Linked DNA regions of Mus musculus: region 1 is linked to region 2. A link is a contact called in public HiChIP or PLAC-seq data. All regions are on one chromosome and are shown on one strand. Each heading gives the region's core, a stretch centred on a gene start, on an enhancer-like site or on the middle of the called end of the contact. The rest is flanking DNA. Distances are from core to core; before and after follow the strand shown.

Evidence for each region. HiChIP or PLAC-seq counts read pairs in DNA pulled down with a chosen protein or histone mark.
Region 1: an H3K4me3 HiChIP or PLAC-seq map of bone marrow-derived macrophages shows a contact between it and region 2, with 5 times the contacts expected there. The contact joins the enhancer-like site here to the promoter of Panx1 in region 2. A contact is called at or near these places in 13 of 39 promoter capture datasets (the C10 cell line, cranial neural crest, embryonic stem cells and 8 more), 1 of 15 datasets of contacts at CTCF or cohesin (embryonic stem cells), 5 of 115 datasets of contacts at active chromatin or transcription factors (bone marrow-derived macrophages, embryonic stem cells and stem cell-derived neural progenitor cells) and 5 of 9 other capture datasets (adipose tissue, bone marrow-derived macrophages, embryonic stem cells and 2 more).

Annotation. Positions count from the first base shown.
Region 1 is chr9:14,833,150-14,840,040 of GRCm38.p6, reverse strand. It overlaps Mre11a (MRE11A homolog A, double strand break repair nuclease), which reads right to left. Exons shown (of 20, transcript NM_018736.3): 20 at 2,916-6,434. The coding sequence ends at 6,378. Among named protein-coding and RNA genes, the nearest start is that of Gpr83, 24 kb to the left of the region's middle. Within about 2 kb of position 4,765, at least 43 of the 459 cell types and tissues checked have an H3K27ac peak or open chromatin away from gene starts, as enhancers often do. A contact at or near this core is called in bone marrow-derived macrophages, where this site is marked.
Region 2 is chr9:15,042,489-15,049,602 of GRCm38.p6, reverse strand. Panx1 (pannexin 1) reads left to right here and starts at 4,125. Exons shown (of 5, transcript NM_019482.2): 1 at 4,125-4,746. The coding sequence starts at 4,566.

The sequences.
Region 1 (6,891 bases), core at 3,516-6,015, 210 kb after region 2:
TCTGTGTGGGAAAAATTTTAAAAATATCATCAAAAGAACTTAGACCACTGCCATTTCAGAGAGAGAGAGAGAGAGAGAGAGAGAGAGGAAAAAAGAAGTAAAATAATAAGATTAACAATATCAGCATATTTTTATATAAAAATTACATTTTTGTAACTAAGATTCCCCTCCCCAAATGGGCAAAATATGTGACTGAGCAATCCTCCACAGAAATAGAAATGGCCCCTGACACATGTAGCACGCCCACGTGAGAGAAACACAGACAGACACAGCTGCTCTGAGGAGCTACCAGGGCTGGCTAAGAGCCAAGAGCACCAGCAAGGCGTGGCGGGTGAGGGGCACAGGCAGCCGCACACTGACCTGTAGCCGCTGCAGTGTGTAACTGGCCACACTGAGCAACACAGCATCGGCATCCACTCTTCTAGAAAGGGCTCCAACTTTCTCTACAGAGGTAGCTCCAAAAATGTGAACACACTAGCATCTCTAATTTTAAGAATCACAACTATCAAAATGCACAAACCCAGGATAATAAAGTAAATTACTGGCATTTAAATTCAAATGTATATTGAAAGCTACAAAAGTGAGGGAGATTGTATGAAATATGAAGAAATTTCCAGGGCATAGTACTCAGACAAAACAGGCTCAGTTATAGCAAAATCTTTTGTATACAAAAGGGCAAATGATAAAATAATTCTAATTATTTTGGCAAAAAGAATATTGAAAAGGCAAATTATGGTAGAGCTGTTAAATGGCAGTAGGTGGGCAGAAAGATTTGGAAGATTTGAGTACATACTGAACGGTGCAGAATTTAAGAATTATGTTAATGTTTTACATATACAAAAATAAAAGTAAACCCTAGAAGGAAAAATATGCTGAGGAAATTATTAGAAACACCTGCTTTTAAGCAGTCTGTACACTGCAGACCCACTGTGCCAAGGCCGCAAGGAGACAAATCCTGAGACGATCCATATAAAGGGAAGGAAGTACAGGGCTGCAGTCTACTCTGCAAAGATCACAAGTCATACATGAGCCTATGTATGGATAAATCTGTAATATATACACATACATGTAGATATATACATATATATATGGGTAATAAGTATTATGTAAATATATACATATATTTAAATGGAAAATTTTTTTACCTTCATTTTTTGTTTGTTTTCTTTCCAAGACAGAGTTTCTCTGTGTAGCCCTGGCTGTCCTGGAACTCACTCTGTAGACCAGGCTGGCCTTGAACCCAGAAATCTGCCTGCCTCTGCCTCCCGAGTGCTGGGATTAAAGGCGTGCACCACCACCGCCTGTTTACCTTACATTTAAATGAGGGATTAAACCCATTATTATTACCAACTTTCTGTAAAGTATTTCAAAAATTTTAGGGGCTGAATTATCACTCAGTGGTAGGGTCTGTGCTTAACATGTGGGAGTCCCTGAGCTCCAACTCCAACAAAACCAAAGTAAAAATGTTTTGAAACTATCATCTGGGTGCCTGGAGAGATGTCTCAGCAGTTAAGAATGCTGGCTAGCCTTCCAAAGAACCGAGTTCAATTCCCTGCATCCACAAGGTAACTCACAACTGTCTTATAATTCCAGTTCCAGAGGATCTGACATACTCACATGGACATACATGCAGGCAGGTAGAACACCAATTCACATAGAATAGAAATAACACACACACACACACACACACACACACACACACACACACACAGAGAGAGCTATTTAAATATCATCTGGAGTCAAAACACCAATAAAAAGCTTAGGGGTCGGACTGGAGAGATGGCTTAGTGGTTAAGAGCAACGACTGCTCTTCCAAAGATCCTGAGTTCAAATCCCAGCAACCACATGGTGGGGTGGCTCACAACCATCTGTAACAAAATCTAACTCCCTCTTTCGGAGTGTGTGAAGAAAGCTACAGTGTACTCACATATAATAAATAAATAAATAAATCTTTAAAAAAAAAAAGAGCTTAGGGATCAACCGAGAAGCCACTGGAGTTTTCAGGTGAGAGACAGACTAATTTTATTAATTTCAGATAAGCTCTTAATGTAACATATACTTCACCTTCTAGGTCATCTCCAAAAGAAACACAGCTGAGTCTGACCCTATTAGCTATTTCCTTATTTATTTATAATTTCTTAGCTCTAGAAAATATGCTCAATCTGATATCTGACACACCACTTTCATTACATTAGCAGACGGCATAAGACTGTGGTGTAGGAAATACGTCTTTTTAAATAGCCTGTAACAATCTTCAAACTAAACAGGCCTTGTGACAAAGCAACTTAAGCAGCGACCAGGGCTGCACAGCAGCTGGCAGAACCAAGTGCAGTCTGGGATGCCCCATGTGAGACTCAATGTCCCAGTGTCAACTACTCAACTGTACAAGGCCTAGGGTCCTTTAAAAACGGCCTTCACTTCTGACATCCAGGTCCTGCACATCTGAAACAAACTGAAAAGTGGCATTTAAGTCATCTATTGGTAAACAGTGTAGCTAGTCTTTAAAATAGGCAATGCCAGTTTAATATTGAGGGTAACGAGGCAGATGTGGAAGAAAGAGGGTACGGGGTGGGGTGGGGGCCATGTAGCTGGGCAGGAAGGCTCTAGAACACTTGGCTGGAGGGGTGGGTTCTAACCCAGCATAGAGTATTAGCTGTCATGTGAAAAGGATCAGAGAACCAAGTACCTAACTGCTGACAGCTTGTAGCTGAAGAGAGGGTGCAACCAAACACATACACTTGGGTCTGATTTCAATTTCTGGACTTTGGAGAACTTAATGAGATCTAGCAGGAGAGCTAGTGATCTGAAGGACACTCTAATGGCCACAGCCAATCATGTGCCCAATTTTACAAACAACAAATGAAGTGTGGTGTAATCAGGTCCAAGCAAGCTGTTCAAACCAAAAACGTTCAAAATTCAAAAAAAAAACAAATCTTTATTAGATAATTCTTTTGTAATATTTTAATGTCAGCTCTTAAAAATCCTCAAACTACTAATTGGAATTAAATGTCTGACAGAGACAAAAAAGACACCCGCTCAGTTTGGGGAAATATCACTTTATGCCAGGAGATGACTATTATTATTTTTATTTTTATTTATTTATTTATTTAGGTTTTTCAAGACAGGGTTTGTCTGTGTAGCTCTGGCTGTCCTGGAACTCACTCTGTAGACCAGGCTGGCCTCGAACTCAGAAATCCGCCTGCCTCTGCCTCCCAAGTGCTGGGATTAAAGGCATGCGCCAACAGGCCCGGCTAACCAGGAAATCATTTTTACTTCATTTTTCTAGTAAAAGTTTTTTGTTTGTTTGTTTGTTTTTTCCTTTACGTAGACATTGAACTGTTGATTCTCCTTGAATCTTTACATGTAAAACGTATCACATGAGCCATCCTATGTAATGGGTAGGGACAGGTAAAATACGCAGCCTACACGTATGATGGAGGATAGTTACAGCTTTGCTGACTAGATTCTCAGTCACTGCACAAGACTGTGCGGAGATTATCTGCTGTAACCGTCTAAGTGCATACAGCAGCAGAACCAGAGTGCGAGCTCTGAACTGCAGCCATGCATGCTCCTCAGGCATGGCGAGCTCGTGCCACTGGCTCCTGCCCAAGAGGACTCCCTGCACAGGTTAAGGCATGGCTTTTCTATAGTTACTGTCACCAGCAACTTTGAAGGTTTATAAAGATAACATTCACGTGCTCCTAAATTAAACTCTGCTTGCTGTTCAGAGGCTTGCCAGGCAAGCAGCTGGAGGTACAGTGCGCTCGCTCTCCACGCGTACTCACGGGATGCAGAGATGGACTCTTTGGTAAGCTAAAGGACAAAGGTCTCCATTCATCGTGGAGCTATCACATCCTTAAGAGCAAATGGGGCGCTCAAAAATCATCTGGAAGGCTGTTGGGAGTCAGGCCGAATCCTGGCCTTCTCAAGATGGCCCATGAGAGGACAAGAGAGCTCAGTCCTGTGTCGTCCTCACACAACGCACACTTGGCAAGCTCTGGGCTGGGGCCTTGATGGAGTTAAGATTTTGGTTCCTGAGAACTTATCTTTTCCCTCTGAAGAGACTGAATTCATCAGTTCCAAGGCCACTATGTGCTCAGTCTATGATGCCCTTGAGCTACCATGGTACCTTGTGCAACATGGCTTGATTAGCTTCCTGGGACTTCATCCCGTTGTATGGTAACTTTCTGCCTGTGCCCTATTTCCTCACAACACACCATGTAAGATGTACTTCTAAAGAAACCTGCCTGGCATAAAGTCAGCTCTGCAAGACTTCCTGAGCCCAGCGTTCCTATAATCTTTATTTTCCGAACCTGTGCACTCCCTCTCAGAAACCTGTCACTAAAGAACAACTTGTTCCAGGTCCCAAGACTTCATCCAGCTGACACTCACAGGCCTGAAAACTGTCACCAAAGAACCAATGTCAGATCTGTCTAAACAAACCCCAGAGAACTTTGTGGTACACTGATTACACAATGACCTTCAATCAACACTATTTCCCCTTTGTACTTCCCATACTGCCAGGTTATACTGCATGCTGCTCACATGGTAGATTTCCACACTGCCAGGGACTCACTTCCCCTAGCAGCTAGCAGCATCATTTTATACTCTAGCTGAGATTTTTTGTTTTGTTTTGCTTTTTATTTTTCGAGACAGTGTTTCTCTGTATAGGCCTGGCTGTCCTGGAACTCTCTTTGTAGACCAGGCTGTCCTGGAACTCAGAAATCTGCCTGCCTCTGCCTCCCAAGTGCTGGGATTAAAGGTGCGCACCACCGTGCCCGGCTAGCTGAGATTTTTTAATGGAGGAAAAGCCTCACTAACCTTTCCAGGAGACTCTCAGGGACTTTAGTGACCAACCTCACTGTCACTCACCTAGGATCATCTCACTGGCACACAGACAAGGCACCACCTAATGCTGGCTATACCTCAGTGGGTCAGGGAGTACCACCTCCCACTAGCCTCCATCTCACAGAGCCCCTCACTTCATCTCCATTCAATCCACTTCAAGTTTAATGTGATTGAGATGGAGGGTGGGGAGAACTACCCGAAGGGATCTCACAGGACCAGGCCTTGTGCTGTCAATGTTCCCTGCTGACAACCCTGTGCTCACATCAGTTACAAAGCTTGTTCTAAGCAGCTCATTAGCACTGAATTATAGTTCTAACTTAAACCACTTGGTGATTGGTGGTACCGTCAGGTGCTGGGCTTCAAAAACTTGGCAAGTTCCAGACAGGCACTGTTTAGCCCAAGCACTGGTGTCTACAACTATGAAGAACATCATGTTGTCATGCTAGAGGGTTCAGATTTTATCAGAGTGACTGAACACACTTGCCTTATAAAATTAAGACCAGCAGAAGTTTTTAGAGTGTGGGACAGGGAATGAGATTATTTATCTTATCTCAGAAGGGATAACATTTTTATTTATTTCCTTCCTAAAACAAGTAAAAAAATATAAGTGTGCTGTTTCGGTCAGTTCTGGGATCATCCACTCAGAGATGTTTACAGCAACTGAAGCCAGTGTGCTGCTGGTGGAGGAGGTCCGGCACCAACACCGGCAGAAGCTGTACTGCTGCAGTATGGCAGCCTGAACTAACCACAAGGTCAGATGCTGCTTTGCCTAAAAAAGCTTTCCGGTATTTTTAAGAAAACAGAAAAATTCTATTAGCCTTTTCTTCCTGACAAGTATACGAGAAAGAAAAAGAGCTTGTCATTACTGACAGAGCCATCAAGAAAATGAGTCCTGCCCAATGGGCACAGGATCTGAATCTCTGCTATAACATGAATAAAAATCAAAACCAAAACAGCCAAAATGTTCTTAACAAAAACCTTCTACTAATTATTTAAATATAAGACCCTTCTGGTCCTAGTAGACGGTCCTCTAGCAAGCTCTGATATCCACACTTGATAACAAGCAGGGTGCTGGGTGCCCCCCACACAGGAGGGCCTGGCTTTCTGGAGATCTAGGAGATGGTTACAGCACATGCCACTCAAGTCTGTAAGCTTTCCCATCAACTGCTAGCTGTGGCACAGAGGCTGACAGCCTCTGATCATGAAGCAGAAATGAACAACGGAGGGGTTTTCTCTAATCATCATTTAAGAATGGGATTTTAGCCAAGTTCTTACAAGCAGAAAACACAGTTCTGTCAGGAAGTTAATGTTCTCGATATGGCAGAGCAGCCCCAGACAATAACAACCAGGTTAAAGGCTAAGAAGAGCTGCAATCTCCTTATCATTGGGCTAGGAAATGGCTTAAGGGAGTCACCGTTCAGAAAACGATAAAATATAAGCCCAGACTTAAACATCTTCAGCTGTGAAGTCAGTATGTGGTGCTTTGATTTCTTCCTGCATCATGCAATTTCTAAGTTCCATTAAAAACATTATCTTCGGTTTCTTCTTGGGCAACTACTGCTCATGAAAGGGTCATCGTCATCATCCTGAAATGACACAAACGTTATGCTATGTCAGTGACCACTCATCGTCTCTGAGCTAAGAAAGAAACTCTTACAATTAAAATGGTATTAGCAAGTCACATTTATCACATCTATCCCTTTAACTGTGAAATATAAAGGCCCAAGTCAGTTCTCTGTGCATTAGAGTAAAAATCTGCCAGGCAGGACTTGTCTGTCACTGCACATATCTATAACACACAACACATACATTTTCCCAGTCACAAACATTAATCAAAGCAAATGAGGTGTAGGAAAGCAAGGACAGAAACTATCCAAGACATTTCTATCCTATTCGTTCAGTTTCCTCATTGACATTATTATTATTACTAATACTACTGTGTACATGTGTGCCCTCACATGCAGTGTGTGCTCTGCTGGGACAACTTCATGGAGTCCACTCCTCCATGCTACCTTTGTGGGCCTCAGGACTCCCACTTGGGCC
Region 2 (7,114 bases), core at 2,876-5,375:
CTGATCTCACCAACACCTTGACATTGATTTCAAACTTGACTGTACCAGAGCAGTAGAAGAAACAGGAGTCGCTGAGTTTGCCGTGTGCACTTGCAGCCCTTTTGCATCCACCCCCACAGTCTGAACTTCACCTGTATGCTAATTCAGAATGTGTTCTCCAACCTTGGCTTTGATCGCAGGTCCACAGGTTTGGCAGGGTCATTGCAGCAGCTCCCTGCACAAAGCCAATCTTGTCCCTTCCATCCACAAAGCTGTCTGCTGCTATGCTCCCCCAGATCTGATCAGGTCACTTCCTGGCGAGTACTATAACCTCTTCCATTATACTCCAGTGCTCCAGACTCTGGGTCTCTGTGGCCTGGTGAAGGCTGTGCCCACTTCTCCAGCTTCCTGGGTTCTCTGCTCCAGGAACTCCTGGGAGTTCTTGCCTCGTTCGGGCCTGTGCACACTCTCCTCTCCATGCCCTTTAATCTGTTCCCTTTGCCCTCTCTGCATTCCACTCCTTTGCCCTCTCCGCATCCCACTTTTCTCCCTTAGGGTTTCTGCTTTAGACAAGAGTTTCTCAGACTGCCTTTTCCAATGTGACCCCCCACTTCTGTTCTGTCCCATCTCCCGTCTTCTCCTTTGTAGCACGAATCAAAGCATGTAATTTCTGTCTGTTAGCTCGAGTTTTGTCTGCATCTTGGCTGGCGTGAAGGTTCCCTGGAAGTGAGACCTTCTGACCCGTACTGCTCGCTGCTGCACCTACAGTGCAGACATCATACAGTGCAGACATCATACAGTGCAGGGCAGTCGCTCAGCAAATAGTACGCCAGCGAGTACTTGAACATTCACACAGCGCAGCCAGTCTGGTGAGCTTGACTATTTTGGCTTTGACTGTTCTCATTGCTAAAGATCTTGAAATCAGATGGCAAGCATGGCAAGCAAGCAAAACCAAGTTTGGGGAGGCTGGCTGTAAGAGCAACCCCCCCCCCCCCATGGATCACTCTGTAGCCAAGAAGGGATCGGGGCAGGGAAGACTTGATGTCCCCAATGCTCCTTATAATTATCAGAAGGCAATGTCATAAAAAAATAAATAAAAACAGAGGACATGAGAAATGTGCCCCCCACCACATGCACAAATATTTCTGTAGTGGTTCATTATTGGAACCAATGCACAATTCTATTGCAAGATGGCACTGAAGAACTTGAATAGAGGAGTGTGGGTATATGAGAACTCTGAATCATTTATTTGCCCACATTTTCTGAAAATCTGAAAACAAACTAAAATCAAATTGAAATCTGGAGTTAGGGAGATGGTTCATTGGCAAAAGGATTGTCATACAAATATGAGGGCCTGTGTGCAGCAATGAAAGGAGCCGGGTATGTCACGTGGCCGTGAGGGCAGCTGGGGAGATAGGGGCAAGGGGGAACCTGCCACTCGCTGGCTAGCTTGTCTTGCTCCCCGAGCTAATGAGCTCCAGCTTCAGAGAGCAAGAGACCTTGTCTCAAAAATGAAATAAAAGAAAAGAAAAGAAAGTAAAATAAAGCCGGGTGTGGTGGCACATGCCTTTAACCCTAGTACTTGGGAGGCAGAGGCAGGCGGATTTCTGAGTTCGAGGCCAGCCTGGTCTACAGAGTAAGTTCCAGGACAGCCAGGGCTACACAGAGAAACCCTGTCTCGAAAAAAAAAGAAAGAAAGAAAGAAAGAAAGAAAGAAAGAAAGAAAGAAAGAGAGAGAAAGTAAAATAAAATAAGCTGGGGAGTGATAGAGGAATATTGCTCACATAGACCTCTGCTTTCCACACAGAGACAAACTTTACACTAAAACCTAGGGTCTATTTTGAAAAATAAAGTAAAACACTTTGGCCATGCTTTCACTTGACGTGTTAGAGTCCTGAGATTATTAATGGGAATGGTGTACAATTCAGGAAATGTTGTTAATAAAATAACACACCCTTATTTGATAGTCTTATGTAGCCCAGGATGCCCAAAATTCAGTGTGTAGCCATAAGTGACCTTGAGCTCTGGGCCTCCTGTCTTTACCTCTCAAGTGCTGGGACTGCCAATGTGTGTCACTACACTCCTCTGGTATTCCGTTGGATTCTAAGAACAATCTGAGGGGACCCTATCGAACCATCCTTATTTGGGTGACAGACCGAGGCTTAAGAAACGAACTTAGGCACTGGGCTCATGGCTTTTACCTTCTGTTTTCCTCCCAGGAATGTTGGCTCAAGCCAGAGATTTTTTTTTTTTTTGTCTGATTTTTTTTGAGTAAGGAAAATGGTTCCCTCAGCTCTCATACCCAGCTCTTGTACCCATTTGTTTCTACCATCGGTCGGAGGCTTTCTTTACTTCTCCTGCACACCTTGGAAGCCTCATTGCTTCAGCTCTCCTTCCACGCCCCTCCACACACTGTTGAAGAGCAAGGGCTTTAAAGCCCAACTCTGTACAGCACTTCCCTCTGCCACTCCCTACAAGTTCAGACTATGCTCCGGCCCCACCTTCCATCATTGACCCCACACCAGTGCCAGGCGTCTCTTCTTCCCAGTTCCCAACAGCTTCTCTTTATTCTCTCTTAAGCTCATCAGTCTTTGACTGATGTTTTAATGAACGAACAAAACTGCCAGGGTGGGGGAAGTTTATAAAACTACTGCGAGACCCAACCGAGAGCCTCAGAAGTCCATGTGTGATCACTGAACAGATACGCAACCCACTATCACCGGCCCGGCCCAGAGTGAGCTGGGTGTTAGAGAACTGGGGGCACCAAGAGAGTGCCTGACTCATCCCAACTAGGGGAGGGGTCATGCGAGGCTTCTCAAAGGGGCCATTTCTCCTCTTGGATGAGTTGATCTTGGCAGAAAGAGAAGAGAAACTGCGTGTGTGACTTACTGGTTCCTAGAAAATACTCAGGACAGTTCTGCCTGCCCCAAACAGACTCGTCCCCTCAGGCTGTGAAACCCAGTGTCACCTCAATCCCATGCCACATGCCTTTCGAGGAACAGACAGGAGTGGGAACTGGGTCACTTAAAAACCACTCAAGGTGAAAGAGATTCACTTAGGACCGTCTGAGTAAAATTAATTAAAGCATGCAAGTACCACTTTTATCTCCCAGCACTCCATAGCCATCTGGAGAAAGATTAGGAGGGTCTGGAGGATGCCTTCCTGTAAGCAGTTAGGGATGGGTGGGTAAATTGGGTGCTGGTTGCTGGCTGTGCAGGTGGGGAACGGTCAAGTCTGCCATATTTAGAAAAGAGAAGCACATCAATTCAGAATTGGTTGGCACAGCTGTCAAGAGTGATGGAAACTCTAAAAATGGAGTACCCGGCTTCTACTTTGGGTGCCAGCACCAACAACAATGGTTTGGGAAAGGTAGAAGACAGTAGTTGAGGTCTGAGAAAGGATTGTGTGAAGCATTGTCAGCACAGGACTGCGAAGGTCTCTGATGGTCTTTAGAGGTCCAGTATGTGGGCCTTGGAGTTACCCTACTCAGACCCCGCTGATGTACACAGCCCAGGGAAGGCGTCTATGCTTGGCACATTCACCTTCCAAGGCCGTTTGCCGTAAATGGTTGGAACATTTCTTGGATGCTTCATTGTCTACTGTAGGTGAGGTATTCAGAAGGAGCTCACCAACACCACATACACAGCAGTTGGCGCCTCAGGAACCATGACTACTGCTTTAGACAGGAAGGTAGAGGAAAGGGCAAAGGGCTGGGCATGCCCTCCCCTTACAGAACTCTGGAAAGATGCAGGCCCTCTCTACAATATACTTTCGGTCATCACCGCAAGATTATCTCGACCTTTTTCTGACACCCGTTGTTTTTGAAGGTTTTTTTTTTTGTTGTTGTTGTTGTTGTTGTTTTGTTTTGAACAGAACCCGGATTGCACCCTGGAGTGTGGCGCTGTGGTTGAAGCGCTTGTCTAGCGTGCAGAGTTGCACAAGACATTGGTTCATCTTCAGCATCAACGCTCTCAATGGTGGACAAGGCTTAGAAAGGGGCTAGCTCGTGCTCCGGGGAGGGAGGCTGTCAGCAGAAAGGAGTGCAAAACCACACACACACGGCTCTAGGGTCTTGTGCAGCCGCGCCCACCTCGCCCGCGTCAGCGCGCTTCCGGAAACTGCTCGCCCCTGGGAACCCGGTTTTCCCCGCGTAGGTTCCGGAAGAGCTCGGTTCTGTAGCCGAGCGCGCAGGGCGGGCGCGGGCAGCTGTAGCGAAGAGCTTTGTTCCCGGCACGTTGTTGCCCCTGCGCGCTCGGAGTGGCCGGAGGGAGTCCTGGTGTCGCGCGCGCCGGGCCCGCGGGGGCTTAGCACGGGAGTGATTGCTACCGCCGGAGCTCCGGGGCTCGTGCACCCTGCGTTGCTTGGGGCGGTCCCAGGCAGCTGCAGCTCCCGTGCGGTCCCTGCGGGGTAGGTGCAGCGACAGCCAAGGCGGTACAATGCTGGGCCCGCCCGGGAGCCCGGGAAGGGAAAGCGGAAGCCGCGCGCCCGGTCGGTGACCGCGCGGATTCGGCGTCTCGCCCCGGCTGCCGGCAGCACCGGCGCCTGCCCTCGGCTGCCCGTCCCGCGGCACCCGGTGCGCCTTGACCATGGCCATCGCCCACTTGGCCACGGAGTATGTGTTCTCGGACTTCTTGCTGAAGGAGCCCACCGAGCCCAAGTTCAAGGGGCTGCGACTGGAGCTGGCGGTGGACAAGATGGTCACATGTATTGCCGTGGGTCTACCTCTGCTGCTCATCTCGCTGGCCTTCGCTCAGGAGATCTCCATCGGTGAGGCCAGGGGCGCAGGGGCAGTCTGGGCTAGGCTGGCATTGTCTGAGGTTGGTTGCTGAGAAATTTCACCGCACGCAGCTGGCATTTCCGCACGCCCCTCCTAATGTAGCGATTCTGAAGCATTATTCGTCCATGTGTAACCTGGGTACCTCTGTTGACTTTCCTAGTATCCTCTTTCCAGTTCCTTTGTCTCCTGCGCCTCATTATTGTGGCTTGGAGTTACATTCAGCCTGTTGCTGCGAGACGTGCCAAAAACTGCTCTCCCTACTCCTCTCTCCAGTAATTGTACAGTCACCTATAATTTCCTGAGTGGGTCCAGGGAGGATGTAAAGACAAGCGTTCCACATACAGGGTGCTGTTTCACTGTCTTGCCTTTAAATGATACTTGAGTTCTGTCTTAGGGTTATGTGTGCTGGGGATTAACTGCCCCTGGAGGCAGGAGACGTCCTCAACCTAAGCCTTGCAATGAATGAAAGATGAAGAAATGACCCAATCCCCTTCATATAAGCTCTCATTTCGCCCTAATAGTTTAGTGCAATTCCAAAGGCTAGCGTTGTGGGCAAGATCATGATGCAGAGTGAGTGGTCCTATTTATCCTAACTTTTATAACCTGAGTGAGGGTGTGAATTGCAGCTAAGTAGCATAGCAGGTGGGGCAGGACCTGGAGGAACACCTGTGTCAGGTGTGGGTAGCCCCAGATGAGACTGTTCAAGATTTTGAGATGAGACTTACATGTTCCCCGAAAGGAAGCTCAAAGCGCTGTGTCAGCCAAGAGTAGAGGGCTTCCTCTGGGAAGCTGAGGGTATATGGGCCTGGGTCAGATTACTACAGAAAGCACATGCTCACTCACCTGGGATTGGGAGGCTGTTGACAGACAGGCTGACAGCAGCATTCAGTGAGTCATAGTGAGGGCACATAGCTTCTGGATGTAGGAGGGGCTTCTGGATGTAGGAGGGGCTTCTGGATGTAGGAGGGGCTTCTGGATGTAGGAGGGGCTTCTGGATGTAGGAGGGGCTTCTGGATGTAGGAGGGGCTTCTGGATGTAGGAGGGGCTTCTGGATGTAGGAGGAGGGGAGAGCTGGACCTGCCCTGGGGCATGCAGGTGAGAGGGCTTCTGCATGGATGAGGGGTGAGCGGAGGAAGGAAGATGGGTCCCCTGAGGGATGAGGGAGGGGCTACAGAAAGCTGCTTGGCACCTAGATTCTAACAGACCTTGGAGAGAAGAGGGTATTCCTGCATGAGCAGGCTGGTGGGACCTGGAATTGAGGTAAGCTTGGTTAGGAAAGGCCTGGCGTGTGTAGTCTGTACCATGTATGGCTGAGTTGGTCAGGGTGGCAGAAAGTTGCTGAAGTAATGGTGCAAAGTTAGTTTTCTATGTTCCTGGTTCTTGGGATGAAAGGAAAACCAGGTCCCAATGATAGTTTCTGCCTTCTAGCTGTGGACTGAACCAGATGCCAGGCATCAAGTCCCCAAGAATAAATGTCCCTGTGCTGAAGAAGCAAGTCTTGGACACCTGGTGCAGGCAGAGGGACGACAGGGAAGAGCTGATCACTGTCTGTAAAGTCCCTTGACTGGATGGGCTTCTGAGGCACCTGATGTGCAGGGCCGGATGGATGTGCTGTGTGGAAGGCATCGTGGGGGGAGGCATGAAAAGTGGGTTCAGCCAGCAAGGGTCTGCTTCTGCTGTGTGCAAGCCTTGCTGTGCTCTCTGGGGGATAGGGAGATTTCTGAGGCATGGCCCTCTCTCTACCTGTGAGACTTTACCATCGAGATAGATACTGTCTGCTCACTGGTGACTTCCTGCTGTCTGTGGCTTCAGGATGAGGCAGCTGTGGGAACTATGAGCACCAGACTGGCTGGCTCTTAGGTGAACTCTCAGGCTCAGGCAGATGCCCCTGTCTTCTGAAGGGCTCAAGAGTTTCAAGGGGAAGATGTGTGTGTGGGATAAAGAAGTCCTGGGAGGTCAGTGTTCATGGTCAGTGATTAATTTTGCGCAGTTTAATTGTGTGACATTGAGGGCAAAATAAACCAAGAGAGAGACAGACAGAGAGAAAGAGATGTAATAACTACAGGGTGCTGGCCAGTTTTATGAAAATTTGACACTGACTAGAGTCATTGAGAAGAGGGAACCTTAACCAAAAAGATGCCCTGGTCACATTAATGATTGGTGTAGGAGGACCCAGGTCACCGGACAGTGCTACCTCTGGCTAGATGGTCCTGGGGTGTATAAGAAAGCAGGTTGAGAAAGCCATGAGAAGCAAGCCAGTAAACAGCACTTCTCCATGGCTTTTGCTTCAGTTCCTGCCTCTAGGTTCCTGCCCTGATTTCTGCCTTGACTTCCCTCAGTGTGGTGAGAGAGCTGTAG